Linked DNA regions of Pan troglodytes: region 1 is linked to region 2. Evidence: chromatin contacts called from public HiChIP or PLAC-seq data. All regions are on one chromosome and are shown on one strand. Each heading gives the region's core, a stretch centred on a gene start, on an enhancer-like site or on the middle of the called end of the contact. The rest is flanking DNA. Distances are from core to core; before and after follow the strand shown. Region 1 holds the start of PCSK6 (proprotein convertase subtilisin/kexin type 6). Region 2 holds the start of SNRPA1 (small nuclear ribonucleoprotein polypeptide A').

The links. HiChIP or PLAC-seq counts read pairs in DNA pulled down with a chosen protein or histone mark.
Region 1: an H3K4me3 HiChIP or PLAC-seq map of stem cell-derived excitatory neurons shows a contact between it and region 2, with 2.7 times the contacts expected there. The contact joins the promoter of PCSK6 here to the promoter of SNRPA1 in region 2. A contact is called at or near these places in 3 of 7 Hi-C or Micro-C datasets (blood, induced pluripotent stem cells and stem cell-derived neural progenitor cells), 1 of 1 datasets of contacts at active chromatin or transcription factors (stem cell-derived excitatory neurons) and 1 of 1 other capture datasets (stem cell-derived neural stem cells).

What each region holds. Positions count from the first base shown.
Region 1 is chr16:93,373,099-93,375,798 of NHGRI_mPanTro3-v2.0_pri, reverse strand. PCSK6 (proprotein convertase subtilisin/kexin type 6) reads left to right here and starts at 1,319. Exons shown (of 20, transcript XM_054667239.1): 1 at 1,319-1,650. The coding sequence starts at 1,357.
Region 2 is chr16:93,166,330-93,169,029 of NHGRI_mPanTro3-v2.0_pri, reverse strand. SNRPA1 (small nuclear ribonucleoprotein polypeptide A') reads left to right here and starts at 1,446. Exons shown (of 9, transcript XM_510625.8): 1 at 1,446-1,636. The coding sequence starts at 1,555.

The DNA of each region.
Region 1 (2,700 bases), core at 70-2,569, 210 kb before region 2:
AGAGCGAGGCTGGAAAGGACCTCGGAAACCATCTATGCAGATCCTGTCCTCAGCCCATCCCCTCTCGCCCCAGCCTCTCACCTCCAGCTGCCAAGCCACAGACTCCACGTGAATCCTGCACGCTCAACAAGAGACCGCTCCTGGAACTGACCATCAGAGAAGCAGCTTCCTTCCCACCTCAAGGCCTTCTCCACCTTTTTGTTTTACTTCCTATATTAAGCAGGTTGATGGCTTGCTCTCTGGAAGTGGGCCAGTAGGACCAATGGGTCCTGGGAGGGATGACGGAAGAGATCTAGCAGCGATCCTCACCCTTCATAATTCCTTGGTTATGGTGTGAACATTTCCATACATCTCCAGGGTGCTTCAAATCATTATCCACTGGATACCAGGCTGCTCCAGGCAGCAGGGGTGAGGATGATTCAGCTGACTTTCCTACTGCTGGTCGCAGCTCAGTGGGTGCTTTCAAGAGTGTACATCGTCTAGTGAACACCTACCACACGGCAGGCCCTGGGCTCATAAAAACGGACGTTTATGGACAGCTTATTGTACAGCAAAAGCTGACCTCATCCTCAAATCAGCCCGACGGGGTAGATACCACTGTTCCCCCCATTTTGCAGGTGGGGCGCCTGCCCTCAGCCACCACAGTCATTTGCCCAAGATCACAGCGATGCTAAGCGGACGGCCTGGGGGTTCACCTGCACAGCCTGCCTCCTAGCATGGGCTGTGGCCTCCGCGATGGGCTCTGTGCGGTGGTTTCTCGGGGACACGCTCGTGAGCCCGGCTAATGCGCCACATGCCTTTGCCCCGTTCAACGTGTCCCTTCAGCCAGGCTTGGTCCGGGGCGATCCACTGTCTTCCCGGCAGCTTCTTCTCCCTGGGACCCCGCACACGGGCGAGCCCTCCGTCTAGGGAGGCGGGCGAGGCCGCCAGGCGTCTGAGGCCCCCGCCAGGTGAGTGCGGCCTCCGGGAGTGCGGCCGGTCTAGGGAACCGGGGACTCACCTGAGACGCCGGGGCCTCCCCGCTCCCAGCAGAACTCGCGGGGCCGAGGCCGCCTCTGGGGCGGTACCGCGTCCCGAGAGCCCCAGAAGTCGGCGCAGAAGTTCCCCCGGTGGGGGGCGTTTCGGGCCTCCCGGACGGTTCTCGGCCCCGGAGCCCGGCCTCAGGAGCGCGGGCCCGGGGGCGCCGCCGGGGGCCGCGCGGGCGGGAACGCGCCGCGGCCGCCTCCTCCTCCCTGGCTCCCGCCCGCGGCGGTGGCGGCGGCGGCGGCGCTTCCCCGGCGCGGAGCGGCTTTAAAAGGCGGCACTCCACCCCCCGGCGCACTCGCAGCTCGGGCGCCGCGCGAGCCTGTCGCCGCTATGCCTCCGCGCGCGCCGCCTGCGCCCGGGCCCCGGGCCGCCGCCGCCACCAACACCGCCGCGGGCGCGGGGGGCGTGGGGGGCGCGGGGGGCGCGGGGGGCGCCGGCGGGCCCGGGTTCCGGCCGCTCGCGCCGCGTCCCTGGCGCTGGCTGCTGCTGCTGGCGCTGCCTGCCGCCTGCTCCGCGCCCCCGCCGCGCCCCGTCTACACCAACCACTGGGCGGTGCAAGTGCTGGGCGGCCCGGCCGAGGCGGACCGCGTGGCGGCGGCGCACGGCTACCTCAACTTGGGCCAGGTGAGTGCGGCCGGCCCCGCGCGCCGAAAACTTTCCCGGCGGCCTCCGGCGCGCGCGAGGGGGGCGCCTCCGCAGTCCTGTCCGCCCGGCCCCGCGCCGCGCGTGGGAAGGCTCCGGGACCGCTTGGGGACGGCGGGCGGCCGGGGCGCCCTGCGAGGGGGGGGCGGGGGTCGCCCGGGAGGGCGCGCGCGGGACACTCGGCGGGGGGGGCGGGGGGGACTGGGGTCCCGCGTGGGCCCCCACGCAGGTCCGGCGCGCCGACCGCAAGTCCCCTGGCAGTGCCGCCCAGCCCCGCGCTCGGAAGTGTGGCCTCAGAAGCCGGGGCGGCGCGGACACCTGCCGGGCTCCGGGGGAGTCTGGGCTGCCTCAGGCGTCGCGCGCCGTCCGCCGCTGGGTCCTGGGCGCCCACCCAGCTCCCCCCCGCGGGGGAGCCGCCCCTCTGCCCTCGACGGGCGGCGCGAGCTCCGGACCCTGTGCGCGCGCCAAGGCGGCCGGCCGCTGCTTGGGTGACACGAGCGTGGCCCGGCGTCTCGGGGACTCGCGCTCCCTCGGTGTCCGCCGCTCCCGGGGGTAGATGGCCGGGAGCCTGCACCCTGGAGCCCGGCCACCGTCGGAGAGGCTTTGGGACAGCGCAGGGCCGGGGGTCCTGGGTTTAAAACCTCTCCAGGAGCGGAGGGAGGGCGCTTTGTGTGTGGGCTTCTGCCGCGGTTCTGATGGCGGAGCGGTGTGACCTTTGGCAAGTCGCTTCCCTGACAAGCTCCTTGGCAGTCAGTGGCAATGTCTACACTGTTGGGTTGTCGGAAAGATCTAATGCTGCGTTGCCACAGAGCCTGGACCGGGGCCTGACCCTCACCGGCCCCCACGGGGCCAGCGAGGAGCCCTCCCAGCCCCGCACCCCTTGGCTGTCACCTCTTCTGTCAGTGAGCAAGGAGGCCACGCCCTGGGCACGAAGGCGGCATTACCCTCAAAGGGCCTCCCGGTGGGTCCCTTTTTCCTCTCTCAACCAGCTACCGGGCTGAGGGGCGGTGAGTTGGGGTTGATCCATGTTTA
Region 2 (2,700 bases), core at 197-2,696:
CAGTGAGTCCTGATGGCACCACTGCACTCCAGCCTAGGTGACAGAGTGAGACTCTGTCTAAAAAAAAAAAAAAAAAAATCTAATCATCAACACCATTAAGAGTGAAAAGGCAAGCCACAGAGTGTGTTCATATCCCTAATATATAAAGAAATTCCACAAATCAATAAGAAAAAAGGCAGACAACTCCATAAGGAAAAAAAAATGAGCCAGGGACTCGAAAGAACACTTAACAAAGGAAGCTATCAGAATGGGCACCATACACATGAGAAGGTTCTCAGCTTCATTAGTTATTAGAGAAAAGCAAAGCAAAGCAGTAGTGCAATACCACCACACACCCATCAGAATAGCTGAAGTTATAGAGTTAAAAATGCCAACAAGGCTGAAGCTGGAAGCCATGAAAACCCTTACACACCGCTGGAGTGTGTATATTATTTCAGCCTCTTAGCATAACTGTTGGGCATTACTTATTGATGATAGATACCATACCCTATGTCCCAGCAGTTCCACTCCAGGACAAACTCATGCAAATGTGCATCAGATCCACGTACCAGAAAATTCATAGCAGCATTACTCAGAATAGCCCTAACTGAAAACAACTTTGATGTCTATCAACAGGAGAATAAGTAATTTATGGTGTAATACCTACAATGGAATTCTCTTCAGCAGCGAAAGCAAACAAACCATCTCTGTATGCAACCTGGATGGACTCCAGACATAATATAGACTCCATGAAACTAGGCCAAAAAAAGCATACTGCATGATTCTATTTATAGCAAAAGCGAGCAAACCGAATTTGTAGTGTTGAGTTCGCGGTTGCCTTTTGGGAAAGAGGGAGGCTTTCAGAATAGTGGTGTTTTGGATCCCGGTGTCGGCTACGCAGCTGTGTTCACTCTAGTCATTAATCACTCTGTAAGTTCCTGATATGCACACTTTTATGTGTATCACATTTCATACATATGAATATTCAGAAGTCTAAAGGTCACAAGCTTAACCGCAAACCCTACCGTGCCCGAGGCCGGGCTGGACTTGCGGGGCGGTGGGGTTGTCCCGGCGACCTGCCCCGGGCGGGCCACCTAGCCCGGGATCTCACAGTGTAGCCCGGAACCAAGGCCCAGGCCCGGGACGGGCACCTGAACTCCTGGACCCTTCACTGAACCCCACGGGTTCCCGCGACGGCTGGTGGAGGGAGGACAGTCACAGCTTCCCCTCCCACCTCGAGGTGCGCTAATGCATGAGAAAGTTCCCCTCGGGTGTTTCCACATTCGCCTTAACTTTTAAACACCAACGTCTGGAATCAGGGGTCCTCCAGACTCCGAACACACCCTAGGAAACAACCCCAAACTAGACACATCCCCTGTGCGCGCGCCACGACTTCCGGCAAGAACGCCCCCGGAGGCGTGGCTCTTCGATTGCTTCGGCCTGGCGGTCGAGCTGCGCGCGCACTCGGCGGCTGCGATTGGTGCTGCCTGGCGGCGGGGCGCGGGGCACGCTGGGACGTCTCGCTGGCGGGAGGCCACGGACTTTCCACAGCGCGGGGGAACGGGAGGCTGCAGGATGGTCAAGCTGACGGCGGAGCTGATCGAGCAGGCGGCGCAGTACACCAACGCGGTGCGCGACCGGGAGCTGGACCTCCGGGGTGAGTCCGGGGGCGTGGGCGGCCAGTCCCCAGGCGGCACCGAGCCGCCTTATTTTCCGCGCTTTGCCGCGTGCACCGAAGGCCGGAGCTTGGCCCGCGGGCCGGTTGTCTGGGCCCCGACCGGGCTGCGCAGGGAACGCCGGGCCTGATTCTTGCCGTTGTTGCCAAATGAGCATCCCGTTAAGCTCTTGGGAGCCTTGTGTTAGCGCCGTGCCTCTTGACAGGCACGGGTGACTTCATTACTTCCTGGTGCATACTCGTGGGGCCCTGTTAGGCCTTGCTTGGCTGTCTCGCCGCTGGCTCTGGGGGCCCGGAAGAGCGGCTCATTAATGGTTGTAACGCAAGTGCAGGGCGAGGGATTGGTTCTTAATACTTGCCGCCAGATGATATTTTGAGCGTAGATAGGATATGTGTTCATTATTCCTAATGTGAAGGAGGAAACTAAGTCCCCGAACAACCGCGATTGTTTCCTCCAGTATTTTCTACTTAGTAGCTTTAACTGTCTGGCGTTTCCCCTATATGAAGACGTTTTAAAAATGGAACTGTGTCACCCAGGCTTGCACCGCCGGGTGCTGTGTGTAAGTTGTGGAAGCGCTCGCAATCATTCAGATTCCTGTACTATTTCAACCTTAGCAAGACTTGGTAAGTTACTGGGAGGGCGGCTAGCTAGTTGGTATTTCAGGAGATGGCTTTAAAAAGGACGTGATAGAGCAACTTCTCTGAGGATAAGACCATGCTGTCGTAGCCTGAGATTTGTTCCCATGGGGACCTATGGCCTCGGAGCAGCATCGCTGCGGGATCTGCTCAGATTTCTTGCTGACCTTTGGGAAATCCCAGTGTTTTGTGTTGTGTTGTGTTGAGATGGAGTCTCGCTCTTTCGCCCCAGCTGGAGCGCAGTGGCGTGATCTCGGCTCACTGCAACCGCCGCCTCCCCGGTTCAGGTGATTCCTGTGTCTCAAGCCTCCCGAGTAGTTGGGATTACAGGCGTGAGCCACCGCGCCTGACTGATTTTTGTATTTTTAGTAGAGACGGGGTTTCATCATGTTGGTCAGGCTGGTCTCGAA